Linked DNA regions of Mus musculus: region 1 is linked to region 2. A link is a contact called in public HiChIP or PLAC-seq data. All regions are on one chromosome and are shown on one strand. Each heading gives the region's core, a stretch centred on a gene start, on an enhancer-like site or on the middle of the called end of the contact. The rest is flanking DNA. Distances are from core to core; before and after follow the strand shown.

Region 1 (7,281 bases), core at 3,841-6,340, 470 kb before region 2:
TCATTGCCCCAGTTCCAGGGATTCATCAGGTATGCATGTGGTTCACATACATGCTTGCTAGCAAAAACATTCATATGCATTCAAGTAAAATAAATCTAAAAAAAAATCTAAGGTGCCAAATTAAACCACCTCCGTACAACCTTATAATATCTTCCACTTCCCCAAAGTTCAGTGAGCCTGGGCTATCTCGTGAACTCAGTGCCTCTCTCCCAAACACAATCAGCACAATCTATGATGGACATGATCAGGTAGGGAAGGGAACTTTCCATGATTCTTAGCTCCCCCACCCCCATCACACAATGCAGAACGTGATGCCTGCCCTCGAGGCCCAGGGGAGAGCACTGCCCAGAGGCTTATCGGTTTGATCTGTGACAGTACCCAGGATTGGCAATGACGAAGCCACCACTTGGCAGAGTGGTTTCCTTTGCCCCAGGGCTCCAAGACTTCTTCTTAGAGCAGATAGTCATGGAGGAAAGAAAGGTGGGGTGGGCATGTGGTTCTGAGCAGAGCTGGCAGGGGAGAGGGTGAGGGCAGAGAACACACTTTAACAGTGTGTCAGGATACACACACACACACCCCATGCTCCCACTCCACCACCCTCATCCCCCCATCTCCCACCCCTCAGCTATTCCTGCTGGCTGGGTTCACCCAGAGGTCACATGCCTCACACTCCAGGAGAAGGCCACCAGCCTGCTCCAGGCAGTTGAGAATTGAGGACATTTCTCATTCTAAGCTGGGCAAGTGACTGTGTTCTCAGTTTTTGGTATTTCCCTGAGCCAGTATTACTTCTTTTATGCATACATGTGTTAGTAACAGGGTAAAGAACACAGAGTTTTATACTGGTGCGTGCATGTGTGTGTGTGCACATGTGCGAGTGCAAGTCAGGTGTGTGCATGTATGCATGCATGTGCATGGAGAAAAGTCCTGGCTCAGGAAAGGGTCAGAAAATCCTGGAGCAGAGTAGGAGAGGGTGGCCGTGTCCTTCCAGCCTCCCTCTCCTGAGGCAAGCATCCTCCTTTCAGATATGAAGGCTGAGGCTGGCAAATCCAGACTTCCCATCCCTCAGGCACCCACACAATCCTTGTGCCCAATGAGGGACCGAGCAGATGAAGGAATGGGCAAGCCAAGGGGACAGGGGCATTTGTCTCAGGAAAAATGGACCTGCCCATAGAACTTGAACCCGCTAGGCAGAGTAACTGTCCCTCAAAGCCTTGAACTGATCAAGCAGTTGTCCTGCCTAGCAGGTTGTCCTTCACTCCAAAGCAAGGGTTCAGAGGCAGGCTGGAGAGGAAGCCCAGAGCCCTGGAGGATGTGCCGGGTGGTGGCTCAGTTGGTTCTGGGCTTGCCAGGGTGTATTGAACAGTGTGCTAACCAAAGCCTCCTCGGGGCTCCTGAATTTCCTGTTCAGCTCTCACTTCCTCCCGGTGGTTCCCAGATCCTGGAAGCAAGCTGCTGGACAAAGACACTGAACTAGGGTCTCTGAACTAAACTCCTCTCAGCGTTCCTGACCCCCGGTATGCAGACACCCTCAGGCACCCTGCCCTTCTCCACACAACTGCTTTGCTATTTAACACTTAGTTTCTATTCCGCCGCAAACCCATCTGATGCTGCTTTGAGAGGTGGGAGGAGGGGTTCTCTGCCAGGCAGGGAACACAGGGAGCACCGGCCTGTGGAAGCCTGCTTTCCAGCTTGTGGCTCTATGCAGGATATCGAGGAAATTTTTTCCTCTTTAAGTTTCCTGTGGGTGACATAGGTGCTAACATGTTTATGGTCGTGTCTTTTTCTAATTTTAAAAAGACTGGAAAACCAAAACCAAAACCTAGATCAATGGTTCTCAACCTGTGGGTCGCCACCCCTTGGGAGATGGAATGGTTTACCCCCCCCCCCCCACAGGGTCCTTTAAGATCGTCAGAAAACACAGATATTTACATTACGAGTCATAACAGTAGCAAATTTGCAGTTATGAAACAACAATGACAATTTTAAGGTTAGGGGGTCACCACAACATGCAGAACTATATTAAAGGCTCAGCACATTAGAAAGGTTGAGAACCACTGCCCTAGGCAGTAAATCTATCTAGATCCACACCCTGGCGTTTTTGAGAGCAATCCTTAATTTCAAATACTGTGTCTAACCCTTTGAGTTTCTCATTTCAACAATGGACTGGGGGTTGTTTGGGAGCTAACGGAGACAAGGACTGTGTTGATTTAGGACCAGGCCTACAAACTGCCCCCACCAAACAGTAGAATGTATAGCTCTGCTCAGTGGGACAGAGCACTGCTGGGACCAGGGGAAGTGAGGGACACTAGGACTGCCTCTGCTTCAGCAGTCGGTCACACACCCCACCCATTCCCCAGAGCTGGCAGCAGAGGGGCGTACTCACTTGCACAGAACATCCACACCACAGATCCTGCCTTCCCCAACATGGTCTGGCTCCTTTCCCGACACAAGCCCAGTCTGGAACTGGCAGGGCACTGGACAGGTCTGGGCTGTCTGGTTAAAGCTATGGCCTCTGGCCTGGTTCAGCCTGTAGTCCCTGTGACTCTCCTCCAGCTCACCTGGGCCAGACTGGGCCCACATGCCCCACCCAGTCAACGGACTGGCAGGTGAGCTCACCTATGGGGTGAGGCCCCTGCTCCACCTACTCTATGAAAGGCCCCAACAAGAGTCTTCTTCCTTCCTGGAGCCAGCCATCTTCCTGCCTTCTCCCTCTTCAGCAGGAGTGCAAAGTCCTGTGCTTCTCAGAAGGTGTGGACCTCTCATAACTGATGGGATGTTGTTGCTGTGTAATAAAAAGGGAGCGAGCTCAGAAGTGAAAGCTAGTAAAAGCAGGGTGTTGCCCACACTTGCTGAGGCACATTAAGACCCGGCATTGTCTTTTTCTTTGCCCTTCCTCTCTTCTCTGACTCCCACACTGGGACAGAAATGTGGTCTCGGAGGACACAGGAAGTTCCTGTGTTCAGAATTGGTACCCGGCTTGGGAAAGTAGCAGATACACAAGAAACCAAGATGACAATGTATCTTAGTTCTTCCTCTCAGTTTCTAACACCATAGTCTTGTAACCTGGGAGCCCTGAAACCTCACAGTCCCAAAACAACTGAGATGTTTGTTACCTTCGAATAAATGTAAGAGGTGAACCGAAACACCTTTCATCCCAGCACTCAGGAGGCAGAGGCAGGCAGATCTCTGTGAGTTTGAGGTCAGCCTGGTCTGCAGAGTCAGTTTCAGTACAGCCAAGAATATCTATAGGAAATAGCTCTCCGGGAGAGCTATCTGATCAGGCTCTGCCATAGATACTCTACATTATAGAATATGTACAAATGATATTATGTCATTTAAATATTTTTATTTAATAAAATACCTTAGAGTTTTTTTGCATTCATACATACAGCACTACTATGTTCTGCTTAATAGGTAATGAATAATATCACACCACGTGTTACCTTTTCCAAGTTTGTTCATATTTCTACATAGTTATTGGTCTTGGGCTTCCTGGTTTCTAGAGTGTCTTTGTGTTCTTGGGAAACTCACTTTTGATAAAGTGATTACTATAAATGCTTTCCCAGGTGTTGCCTTGTATTACAAATTCCCTGTGTACAGTGATCTTTTCTAACTACCAGGTTTAGTTGGCTTACAAACTTATTGCTTTTCACCTGTTACACTTTGCTTAGTCACAGTTTAGCCTTCTCCTACTGTATATGATGATTTTCCAGTTTCTGGACACTGTCGTCAGGTTATCTTACTCAGGACAGACCCCCTGATGCTGGGTCTCTACTCTGGCTCTCTTGCTGACTCTGCAGCCCTTAAGAAATGAACGGACGTCCATCTGCTCCTTAAATTGTCCTGTAAGGTGTGCTAGGATTCACTCTTCAACGTCCCTTCCCTTTTAAGAGTTATCTTCCAGGGTGTGTAACCTCTGTTCTGTCTCTACTTAGACATCTAGCCGGCTGCGGCTCGTTCTTTCCTGCTGCAGGACTGTGCACTGTGCTCTCTCGGCAGCCCCTCCCCACTATTATACCCATTATATTTTATCCAGCTTATCCTTTAAAGGCCTGCTCCTACATCATGTCTCCCACGAAGCCTTCCCTGGCTTCGCAGCTCAGAACTTGCTCCTTCTTGAGATTCAGTGCAGCGCTCTGAGTCTCTTCTAGGGCAGGAACTCCACTCTTACACTTCAGCTATATTTAGTCTCTGTCTAATGCCTCCTAATAAACTGTGAGCTCATTCATTCATTCAGCCAATCTCTGAGGCTACTACTCTGGGCACGTTTCCATCTAGCTAGGAAGACAAGGGCTATGAGTCTAACTAACTTAGTCAGGTACAGTGCCCAGTGCATAGGAGGTAACTAAGAAATATTTACAAACGTGGAGGCAGATGGAAAGATGGATGGATAGGGGAGGGGTCACTGTGGAGAGGGTGAACTGGAAGCCACCAGAAGCATGGAGGCAGGTAGAAGGAAGGATGCACGGACTCTCAGGACGTCGAGCATGAGAGGGTTAACTGTGGGCAGTTGGGGACTGCAAGGATGGTGGCAGAATGTCATGAGTTCCACCATAGAGTGGGTCATGAGTCTTTTGGAGTTTATCAAGTCTTCCGAATTCTTACGTTACTCCCTAGTTGCAACTGGCCACTACCAGGGCCATGAATGGTGAGGCAGAGATATGAAGGGAAGGTACAACTTGTTGTCAGGCTGGTCTCAAGCCATGACTTCTCTTTAATCAAAACATGGTGTTCTCCCCATGCCTGGCTGAGGGCCAACCTGTTCTGTATAATTGGTATTTTCCTTTCCTAGGCTTCCTCCAAGATGCTATGAGGTAAAGTTAAGTTCGTTCCAAATGTGCTGATTTGGATTATTTTCAGAAAGTGCTTTGAGGAGCCAGCCTCCTGCGGGAGATGGTTTTCTCTAGGTCCTTGTGTCACAGCATGAGCCTGTTCTAAACCCACTGCTAAACATCAATGTCTGAGAATCAGCCGGAAGGGAAAGGGTTAAGTGAAGCCTGCATTCCTTCCTCCCAGAGAGCTGCCATCCTATGGGGCCAGAGGCTAAATTTAGAGACTGGCTAAGGTTTCTTGTTAACAGCTGTCCCTCAGAGCAGAAGCACACCAGAGAAGAGAAAGCTCCCGTCCCTCTCTAGACCAAACTTCTGGTCACTTTCCTGGGGTTCTTGGTCCTTGGTGAGGACACACCAGCACAAGGTGAGTGTTCGTTCCCTTCTGTGGTGAGCTGGGACTTAGACTTCAGGGGTGCCAGTCTGCCCTGAGTGTCAGGCCACAGCCATAGCTGGGACTAGCTATCAGGGACTTTTTGTGCCTTAATAGGTAGGCTATGGGGTGGACCTTCAGCCCAAGGCCCTGAATGACACAGAGTCAATAAATATCACTGAAGGGAGCCTGTTTTCCCTTCCAGTAAGATAAAAGGTGTGTACATTAATGTAGTTGGAAGGGGGACTTCAAATGTCCTTTTTAGTCTGGGGAATCCACCGCCTTTCACAAACCTCCCACACTACAGTTAAAATAAACCTTTGCTTTTCCTCTCTGCTTCCCTGTTAATATCCACGAAAGGAGTCAAGATGTCACTTCTTACATATTGTGTCACCTCATGGTATCCTTCTAAGGACAGTCGGCCTTCATCTTCTTGGTTTCCCTATGGCTCCTTTACCCACTCGGGTATTAGCACGCCCTCCCCTCCCCATTCTCAGTCCACCAAGGTGACATTGGTGACACGTCCCCCTCCCCCTACAAAGCCTATGGAATCTAATTCCCTAAACAACCTCTTCCTGTCAGGCAGACAGAGGCTGACAGGCTGACATGGCTACCGGTGGAGACGCAGAGGAGGAGCAGGTAGTTCCAAACGAGGAGGATGAAGCAGATGTGAGAGCTGTACAGGCCCGCTATCTCCGGAGTCCCTCCCCAAGCCAGTAAGTGGGCCACTGCTGAGTGTCATAGGAGCCAGTCAGCATGACGCTGGGCTCTATTCCCCAGGATGGTGGACTGAGGCGTGGTGGTGAGAGCTAGACGTTGGTCTCTCCAGAATGTGTGGTGCTGTGGGCTGGTAGGGTGGGGGAGGGGTGACAAGCACACAGGGAAAGACCAGAGGCTTCTGGGAGGTGCTGCTGCTGGCCTGAACCTGGAAGTAGGAATTTGGCAGGTCAACCGACAGGATGCACTTGATTCACCAGGACCAGGGCTGGATATGGGGTTGAGATGCCAGAAAGTCTAAGAGGAGAGATGAAGAAGGAATGAGGACCAAGGGCCAAGCCCTGGTACTAAAATTATTTTGTACCACAATGGAGGTGTTGATTTTAAAGAAAATACCATATATTCCCGTTTTCTTCTGTCACGACTGAGAACAGAGACCTGTTTCTGTTCTACCGTAGTACCATAGCTCTGTTGACAAATGATGTGAAGAATCACTAAGGTCTTGAGCCCATGTCTGTCTCCCTGTCAATCAAAAGAGAAGCTCAACTAAGGTATCGCAGGGAACTGTTTCCTCCCCCACTTCTCACCTGACGGGGGACTGAACCAGGGCCTTAGAGCATGCTGATCTTCCCTCTACACTTTTGCCCTCAGAACCTTGACTTCTAAGCATCCATGGCTTCGTCTTCACCCAAGTGTTCCTGAGTTCTCTTGGAGTCTCCCTCACTGGCTTCTGCTTCTCAGTGTTCAAAGCTCTCTGGTGAAGGAAGACAGCTCATTAAATAAGCTATGAGCTTTGGGGTTGTCTAAGACCCATGAACTCACCACGCATGGGTCAGGAACTCGGCCCAGATGGAATTTAGAGATTTCACCTTTAAAGTTCAGCATCGTGTGACAGACCTAGAAAAGCTATCATAGTTAGAGATTTAAGATGGTGTTGTACTCTTCCACACTTCCTGTCTTAGTCAGTGTCCTACTGCTTTGAAGAGACACCACAACCACAGCAACTCTTTTTTTTTTTAATTAGGTATTTTCCTCGTTTACATTTTCAATGCTATCCCAAAGGTCCCCCATACCCACCCACCCCCAATCCCCTACCCACCCACTCCCCCTTTTTGGCCCTGGTGTTCCCCTGTACTGGGGCATATAAAGTTTGCAAGTCCAATGGGCCTCTCTTTGCAGTGATGACCGACTAGGCCATCTTTCGATACATATGCAGCTAAAGACAAGAGCTCCCGGGTATGGTTAGTTCATATTGTTGTTCCACCTATAGGGTTGCAGTTCCCTTTAGCTCCTTGGGTACTTTCTCTAGCTCCTCCATTGGGGGCCGTGTGACCCATCCAATAGCTGACAACCACAGCAACT
Region 2 (7,725 bases), core at 18-2,517:
TGGGTAGACTGGTGGGTAGTTGGCTGGCTGGGTCTACTCTTGGCAAAATGTCTCACCTCTCTTATTAGGGTTTCCAGACACATTGCCACAGGCTTAGTGGCTTAAAACAATACCAATGAGCTGGGTGCGCAGCGCCTGCCTGTCGTCCCAGCACTCAATGTGAAATGGAAGGTCAATGTAAATTCAAGGCTAGCCTGGGCTACTAGTGAGTCCAAACAAAAAGGCATAGTGAGCCCGTGAAAAAGTTGAAGACCCTGCCTATAAATAAATACATAAATAAGCACATAAGTATAAATATAAATAAATAGATAATAGATAGATAGATAGATAGATAGATAGATACATAGATAGATAGATAGATAGATAGATAGATAGATAGATACATAGATAGATAGATAGATAGATAGATAGATAGATAGATAGATAGATAGATAGATAAAGGAAATGTACTTTCTCACAGTCCTGAACATCAGAATTAGGACTCCAAAGTTAAGCTGTTGATAACCTGAGCCCCTCCAGAGGGCTAAAGGAAAACCTGTCTGTGTTCTGTTAGTTGCTGTCTGCACCTCTGTGATCTTCCCTTGACCTCCCCTCCCCCAGCTTCTGGTCGGGGATCATAAACGTTTGGCAGTCAGTTGCTTGAGGATGCCTCCTCCGATCTTTGTCACCATCTCTGTGTGACCTCTGCTGTATCTGTGTCTCAGATTTCCTCCTCTCTTCTCTCTTATAAGCCACCTGTCCTCAGATGCAGGATGCGCCTTAAAGCCATGTGACCTCTTCTTGAAATCCTGCACCACATCTGTTGCACTCTGCTTTTCAAATAAGATCTTGGTGAAGGACACACACTCTCTTCCCTGGCCCTCCCCGGAGCTGGGCTCTGGCCATCTGCTGTCTGCTTCCTGCAACACACCAGATTCCTTCCTCACTCAGAGCTTCCTGCCTTTCCAGCCCCTCCCAGTGAGAACGCTCTTCTTTCTGATTCTCCTGTGACTACTTCCATCCAGCCTATCCTTCAGGTCTCAGGTGACAGCGACCTCTTCCCTAAAGCCTGCCTTGTGACATCTCAGGCAAAGGAATCTGCTCCCACCCCCCAGTTATTCTCTCCCATAATTCCACTGCATCATTCTCCTGGGGTTTTTGATGTTTGTTTAGATTTATTTATTTCATTTTATGTGTATGCATGTTTTGCTTGCGTATGTGTGTATGTGTAGTATACGCATGCGTAGTTCCTTTGCGCATGCGTAGTGCCTTTGGCGGCCAAAGAGGGCGTCGGAACCTCTAGAACCGGAGTTAGGGATGGTTGTGAGCCACAGTGCGGAAACCAAACCCAGTGACCCTAACCACTGAACAATCTCTCCAACTCCTCCCCTGCTTATTTCTATTGTCTCTTGTGCTATTCCTCTACTATAATCCCAAAACTTACAGTAGAATCTGGACTATGGTAGGTCTTTAAAAATACGTGTAGAGAGAATGAGTGGTTTTTAATCACCTCATTAGTTTCCTGAGACAAGGTCTTAGTTTATAGCTCAGGGTGTCCTAGAGCTCACTGTTAGTCCAAGAGGCCTTGAACTCAAGGAAATCCTTCTGCCTTAGCCTCTTGGGTACTGGGATGGGTGTGTGCCACTATGTCATCTGAGTGGATGGATTTTTAAAAGGGAGTGAGAACCCCTTGGCCTAATGTAAATGGCTCATAATGGTAGAACAGCAGGAACAGGAGGGGCTGCCTGGCTCTGAGGCTCCCCGCAGGCCTCATGGCCTACTAGCATACAAAGGAAATCCTTTTCCAACTGAGCCGTCCTTGAATTAGGGTTAGTCACTAGGTTTAGAATCTTCTGGAACCTGGAAATTCCACTAAATCCCCAGAAGATTACACCAAATTCCCAAACCTTTAGTCCTCTTGGAATCCAAGGAATGCTCCACCAGTGACCCCCCAGGCCATTTCCTGGGCTGGGAGGTTCCTGCCTTTTTGACAGCATCTCCTGGTCCTCAGGGGTCAGAGTCTCCTGGGCTGCTGAGTTGGCAGGACTTTGTTGTTTCAGGAGAGTCTTAGGTAAAGGGTGGCTTCCCAAAGAAAATCCAGGCAAGTGCTATGGGGCAGGCTCTCTGGTCCTCTCTCCTGTTTTATACTCTGTATTCCTAACCTAGAGAACCCTGGCCAGGGGACAAAACACCTCAACCGTACTCTCCCCGCAAATAGCAGCTCAGACAGAGAAAGAAGAGCTTCACAATCCCTGTTACCCCACCTCCTACCCCCACCCCCTACGCCCCACTCCCCCCACAGCCCTAACACACCCCCCCAACCCCCACTCACCACTGAGAGGCAAAACTTTTATACTATTTAGCCCACCCTCCTGGTTTTAGAAAGGAAGGCATGTAGGTCTGGAGATTGTCCAAGGACACCGAGCTCCAACAGTGCTAACCTATTAGGCCCCTGTTCATCAGAGTACAGTTTAAGGAGCACCTCTGCCGGGGTGAATTATCTGTCTAATCTGTGAGGGCTTCTGCTTCCTATCTTCTTTGGTCCCTCTCCAGCCTGATCCAAGATTAAAGTCAGAATGCCTCAGACTCTAGGGCAAAAGGATTCCCCAGAGGCAGAATCTTGGCACATCCCTAGGGACCCAAGCCTATCCTGGGTCTTTCCAGAATACCTGGCTGGCAGAAACAGGCAGTAAACAGTAGTAAGTGGTTTCCCATTCCCAATCTAATGCCCATTTTGGGCTTTGATTGATGGAAATCAATTGATCAAATAAATGAATTCCAGTTGAATTCATTCAAGTCAGCACTGATTAGACATCTTTATGGATGCGGGACAGACTGGGGGTTCAAAGTAGGGGTCATAGGACTTGGGACTCTGTTGATAAGGAAACACTTGCCAGGTGCCGTGACACACACATAATCCCAGCACTTGGTAGGTTGAGGCAGGCAGAAGAGAGGTTCCAGGCCATCCTCAGTCACATAGCCTGCTGAAGGCCAGCCAGGGTTACAGGAGCACACATCCACAAAAGGCAATAGGGATGTCTTCAATTCATCCCACGCTTTAATGTGCCAACCCTAAATATGGGTGGCCTCCCTTACTGCCTAACTTGATTGCTTCTCCTAGTCAGTTTTTCTTTCTCTGTTGGCTGATGTTTTTTTCTTCCACAGCAGGAGATACACATCCTGAGAGCCTGTGTAACTCTGAGAGCCTGTGTTTATCTGAGAGTTCGTTCCCCTGTCTGGGCTTACTGCTTCCTCTTTCTTTCCCTCAGGAAATGCGGTCACTAAATCTTGCCATTGGGGCCCCTTATCCCTTCTGGTTCATACGGGGGCCCCCTCCCTACACTCCACCCACACCCCATCCACACAACTGTCCTTTCCCAAGATCTCTTTCTTTTCTCCCTTCCTTGGCCAACTGCCATGCCAGCTCTGGGCAACTCCGTCTTCCTGGTGTCTGTAATCACAGCTCACTCCCTCTGAATCCCTGGTCCTCAGATCCACCCTATTGATAATCATCAAATTTCTCCTCCTTGCATCCCACTTTGCTAGCCACTGAGCTACCCCACAAACGTGATACTGCTTAGAAGTAACTCAGTTCACACTTCTGGGTTTAGGCTCCCTGGACCCAGCTATGACTATTGCCTGGGGGCCCTCTCACCATGCCTCCATCGTCTCCTTCCTGAGCATCCATGACAACCCCAGCCAAAACCACTACAAACTCAAGAACTTGCTTGTGTCCAGTCTCATCCACTAGGACGGACCACATCACAAGCCCTGAGCACATTTGTAAATGTGTTTACTTATCATCTAAACAAATAAACAAACACAGAAGGACCCAACAGTGCCATTTTTGATGAGCATTGGACAAACAGCTCCTTTGTTGTGATTTCTGTCTACGTGTACAGTCTACTACTTCTTATTTGCAGTGCTGGGGACCAAACCCAGACCTCAGGCATGCATGGCCAGGTCTCTACCTCTGCATCACAAAAGACAGTCTTTTCTTTCATCCTCTCTCTGTTGCCAAAAATCTTGACTAGTAATTCAAGAAGAATGACGTTGAATGGAAAGAGAAGGGCGAAGCTAGGCTTCAAAGAAGGAGGGTGTTTAGTAGCCGGAGTCTGAAGCTCTGGTCCCTGGGATGGAGTCCCAACTGGACCACTTGCTAGTTGTGTAACCCAGGAAAGTCATTTCTGTCTCTGTACCATAATTGTTTCAACTGTAACATAGAGTTAATACAACCACCTAACTCCCATGGGCGAGGTGAAGATTAAATGGTGTGTGAATAAGTACATCGGGAATATTGTCTGCTGGCTCACTCCTACCTCATGAATTTTTTCCTTGTCTCTCACTCTGAAGGAGCTCTGCTGAACGCTGTGTCTTTCTTCCCCGTTCACAGGATGACATCCCCATCGAGGATACCCGAATGTGATGAAGGGCTCAGGGTACCAGTGATGGGGCCACTGGAGACATCTCCTTGGAAACAGCAGCAGTAACAGCAGCAGCAGCAGTGCATGAAGCCACTGCAGAAGCAGAATACACCGAGCATCTGGAGACAGCCCAGGATGCAGGGTGGATGGTCCCCCGTAGGCTACACCAACCGTCTCCTCACTGGAGATGAGAGCTGAGGACAGTAGAGTTTTATCAACTTGAGTTTGTGTCACCTGACGCACGACTCAAAGTTAAATATATTTAAAGCAATTTGGTGTGGTGTCTGCTCCACGACCTTCCTGTTGATCCCCAAGTCTTCCTGCAGCCAACCTCCCAACTAGGCTCTTGTTGAACTTGTGTAAAGTTACGGCCTTTTTCTATCGTTCTAATGTTTTTATGGTTCTCAGACGTAACTTACAACTAATTTTAGGTAGATAAAGAAGGTAGTCTTGTGGAGAATAAGATTCCCTAAGTTACCGAGACCTGAAAACATACCAAAGCCCTCACGACGACCGTTCTGCTTGCTCCAGATGGGAATCAGCTGACCAGTTTCAAAAACTCAAAGAGATATTTATTAAAACATTTAAAGTCGTGTTCCTGCCTGCTCCAAGGACAGGAACTTTTCCCTGTCCCACACAGCCTGGCTGATGAGAACAAGGGGAGGTGATTGATCCATCTCATCCCATCCAAAGGAGAGGCAGGATTCATCCCCTCCACCCCTCAAGGTGCCACCATATGCCTGCCTTGCTCTGAGCATGGGTTGTACTCTCCTGGAAGGTTACACTTGAACAGGAAACTGGCCGGCCTCTGGGAGGGACGTTCAGTGTCCGCAGTACAGCTTACCTTCTGAGAGCGTCTCTCTTCGCTTCTCTATGAAGTTTTGTTTGTTTGCTTTTGTTTTTGTTTTTTCAAATCTCACCATGTAGACTTATATGTAGCCCAGGCTGGTTTTGAATTAGTGATCCCCCTGCCTCTGCCTCTAGATTGTGGGTATGCATCACTGTGCCTGGTTCTCAGTAAGCATTTCTCAACTCCAAGTTCTTCTCCCAGACTCAGGAGGCATGAGTTAGGGTCTCCAGCCTGTTTTCATCAGGAACTCCTGCTCAGTATCCTGTCCGGGGATAAAACAGGGTTTGCAGGAATATGGGTCGGTCTGATATCCATTCCTCTGATCACCCTCCCCTCCATGAACTCCTGCTGAAGAAATGTTAACATAAATAAATGATGAATCTTCCGGGTTGGTTCTTATTCTGAATTCAGTAGCTCTGTGTCTCAGGGTGCAGACCTGTATTCTAAAAGGGATGGTTTTCCTGTTAGTTCATTAGATCACACCAACTCTGCCTTCAGAAAACACTCTCACAGACAAAAGAGCCAATGTCACAGGTGGTACCACAATTTCTCATCCGAGTTAAAGGTTTCCTGATTCCAAGATAGTTTTAATATGTGAGACATGTTATTTTTCAAAACAAATTTTAAAGTGGTTTCTAAGTTGTCACAGACTTTTGAGCTGGTCAAGACTGACAATGTCATACACATTATAAGCTTTGAATTTTAACAAAATTCAGGAGAAAGTATATGTCTGACATTTTTTTAATCTGGGTATTGTCTACCTACTTACTTGTCTGTCACCAGAGATGTCCACCCCCTGAGGACCACGCGGTTTTATATGTGCATCTCAGTGGATTGTTTCCACACTCACAGGACTGCTTGGTGGACATGAGGCATGGCAACTGTGAATAACTTATGATTGTGTGTGGTGGGAAAGGTGTACAGCAGGAAGGGCAGGCTTAGACATAGAGGAGACTGTTCTCCTAAAGATTCTGAGCATGTTGTAGCAGACAAGAAGGGAGCAGCTTTGAAATGTAGTGACACTGTGACACCACAGGGACATGCCTGGTGATGTCAAAGGTACCTTTGTCCATTCCCCAATCCTAGCTCCTGTTACTTACGTTATTTGTTCTAGTTTATGAAAATAGCCCACTCTATTCCCGGGGGCTCTTCAGTCCCAAGAGTCCTCTTGGCAGGGTGTTCCAACAGGGCAGATGCTTTCCTGTCCTCCCCTGGCAATGTTTGCTCCCCTTTCTGAAGCAACCAAGACCAAGTGCTGCACTTCTATGGTAGATAGGGAGGACTCCACATTTGGGGGTTGTTGAGACAGGGTCTGTCTACAGTTCTGGCTGTCCTGGAGAATACTTTATAGATCAGGCGGGCCTCAAAACTCATAGAGATCCCCCTGCCTCTGCCTCTGCCTCTGAGTGCTGGGACCAAAGGCATGCAGCACTGTGCCTAGGGATGATATTTGGCTTTAAAGATCACCTGCAGCTAAGCTTGGTGACTCACGCCTGTAATCCCTTTACTAGGGAGACCGAGGCAGGAAGGTCTCAAAGACTTTGAGGACAGGATGTATGCACAAAGCTGGTCTGTGTCTTGAGTGACAGGTTTTCAGAACCAGGCAGGGAAGATCTTATTTTGTTTGGATTTCTTTAAGGGTTTGAAAGAAAACAGATTCTCCCGTAGCGATGAGTTGAAGAGTAGGGCATGCTTTCATGGCCTTTCAAGTTCAGCTTGAATTCCATACTGCATCCTTCCTCCAGGAAGTGGGGAGGTGGGAAGAGACCTCCCAGATTTAGAGACTGCGTGTTCCTTTCTGTTGCTGTGTTAAAACATCCTGAGCAAAAGCAGCTCGGGGAGGAAAGGATTTGTTTAGCTTGCACTTCCAGTTCACAGTCCGTCACTGAAGGAAGCCAGGGCAGGAACTCTGGTAGGAACTGATGCATCACAGAGGGATGCTCTTTACTGGCTTGTTCTTCCTGGCTTGCTCAGCGAGCTTTCTTTGAAGGCGCAGGTCCACCTGCCTAGGGATGGCACCGCCCACAGTGGACTGGACTCTCCCACATCAATCACAAATCAAGACGACTTCTCACAGTCATAGGTGAAAGTGGACTGGGCAATTCTTTAATTGAAGTTCTTTCTTCTCAAGGTGGTCCTTAGTTGTGTCAGGTTGAAAATAAAACATTAAGTTGACAAAATTACAATCACATAGATCAACTTCATATAGAATTAGTTAATGGGTGCCTTAGTGTTTCTATTGCTGTGATGAAACACCATGACCAAAGCATCTTGGGCAGAAAAGCATTTATTTGGCTTACACTTCTATTATCATTGGTCATCATTGAACGAAGTCAGGACAGAAACTCAAACAGGGCAGGAAACTGATGCAGAGACCATGAAGGAGGGCTCCGCCCTTCCACATCATCACTAATTAAGAAAATATCCCGGGGCTGGAGCCCTGGCAGTAGTTAAGAGCATTGGCTGCTCTTC

Evidence for each region. HiChIP or PLAC-seq counts read pairs in DNA pulled down with a chosen protein or histone mark.
Region 1: a contact with region 2 is called in an H3K27ac HiChIP or PLAC-seq map of embryonic stem cells, with 5 times the contacts expected there. The contact joins the promoter of Dusp27 here to the enhancer-like site in region 2. A contact is called at or near these places in 1 of 484 Hi-C or Micro-C datasets (the G1E-ER4 cell line), 11 of 115 datasets of contacts at active chromatin or transcription factors (acute myeloid leukemia, bone marrow-derived macrophages, embryonic forebrain and 7 more) and 1 of 9 other capture datasets (embryonic stem cells).

What each region holds. Positions count from the first base shown.
Region 1 is chr1:166,125,707-166,132,987 of GRCm38.p6, reverse strand. Dusp27 (dual specificity phosphatase 27 (putative)) reads left to right here and starts at 5,090. Exons shown (of 6, transcript NM_001160049.1): 1 at 5,090-5,196; 2 at 5,789-5,918. The coding sequence starts at 5,809. It overlaps Gpa33 (glycoprotein A33 (transmembrane)), which reads right to left and starts at 2,767. Exons shown (of 7, transcript NM_021610.2): 1 at 2,384-2,767. The coding sequence starts at 2,426.
Region 2 is chr1:165,646,858-165,654,582 of GRCm38.p6, reverse strand. It overlaps Rcsd1 (RCSD domain containing 1), which reads left to right. Exons shown (of 7, transcript NM_178593.3): 7 at 4,373-5,638. The coding sequence ends at 4,405. Among named protein-coding and RNA genes, the nearest start is that of n-TPcgg2, 8.4 kb to the right of the region's middle. Within about 2 kb of position 1,267, at least 21 of the 459 cell types and tissues checked have an H3K27ac peak or open chromatin away from gene starts, as enhancers often do. A contact at or near this core is called in embryonic stem cells, where this site is marked.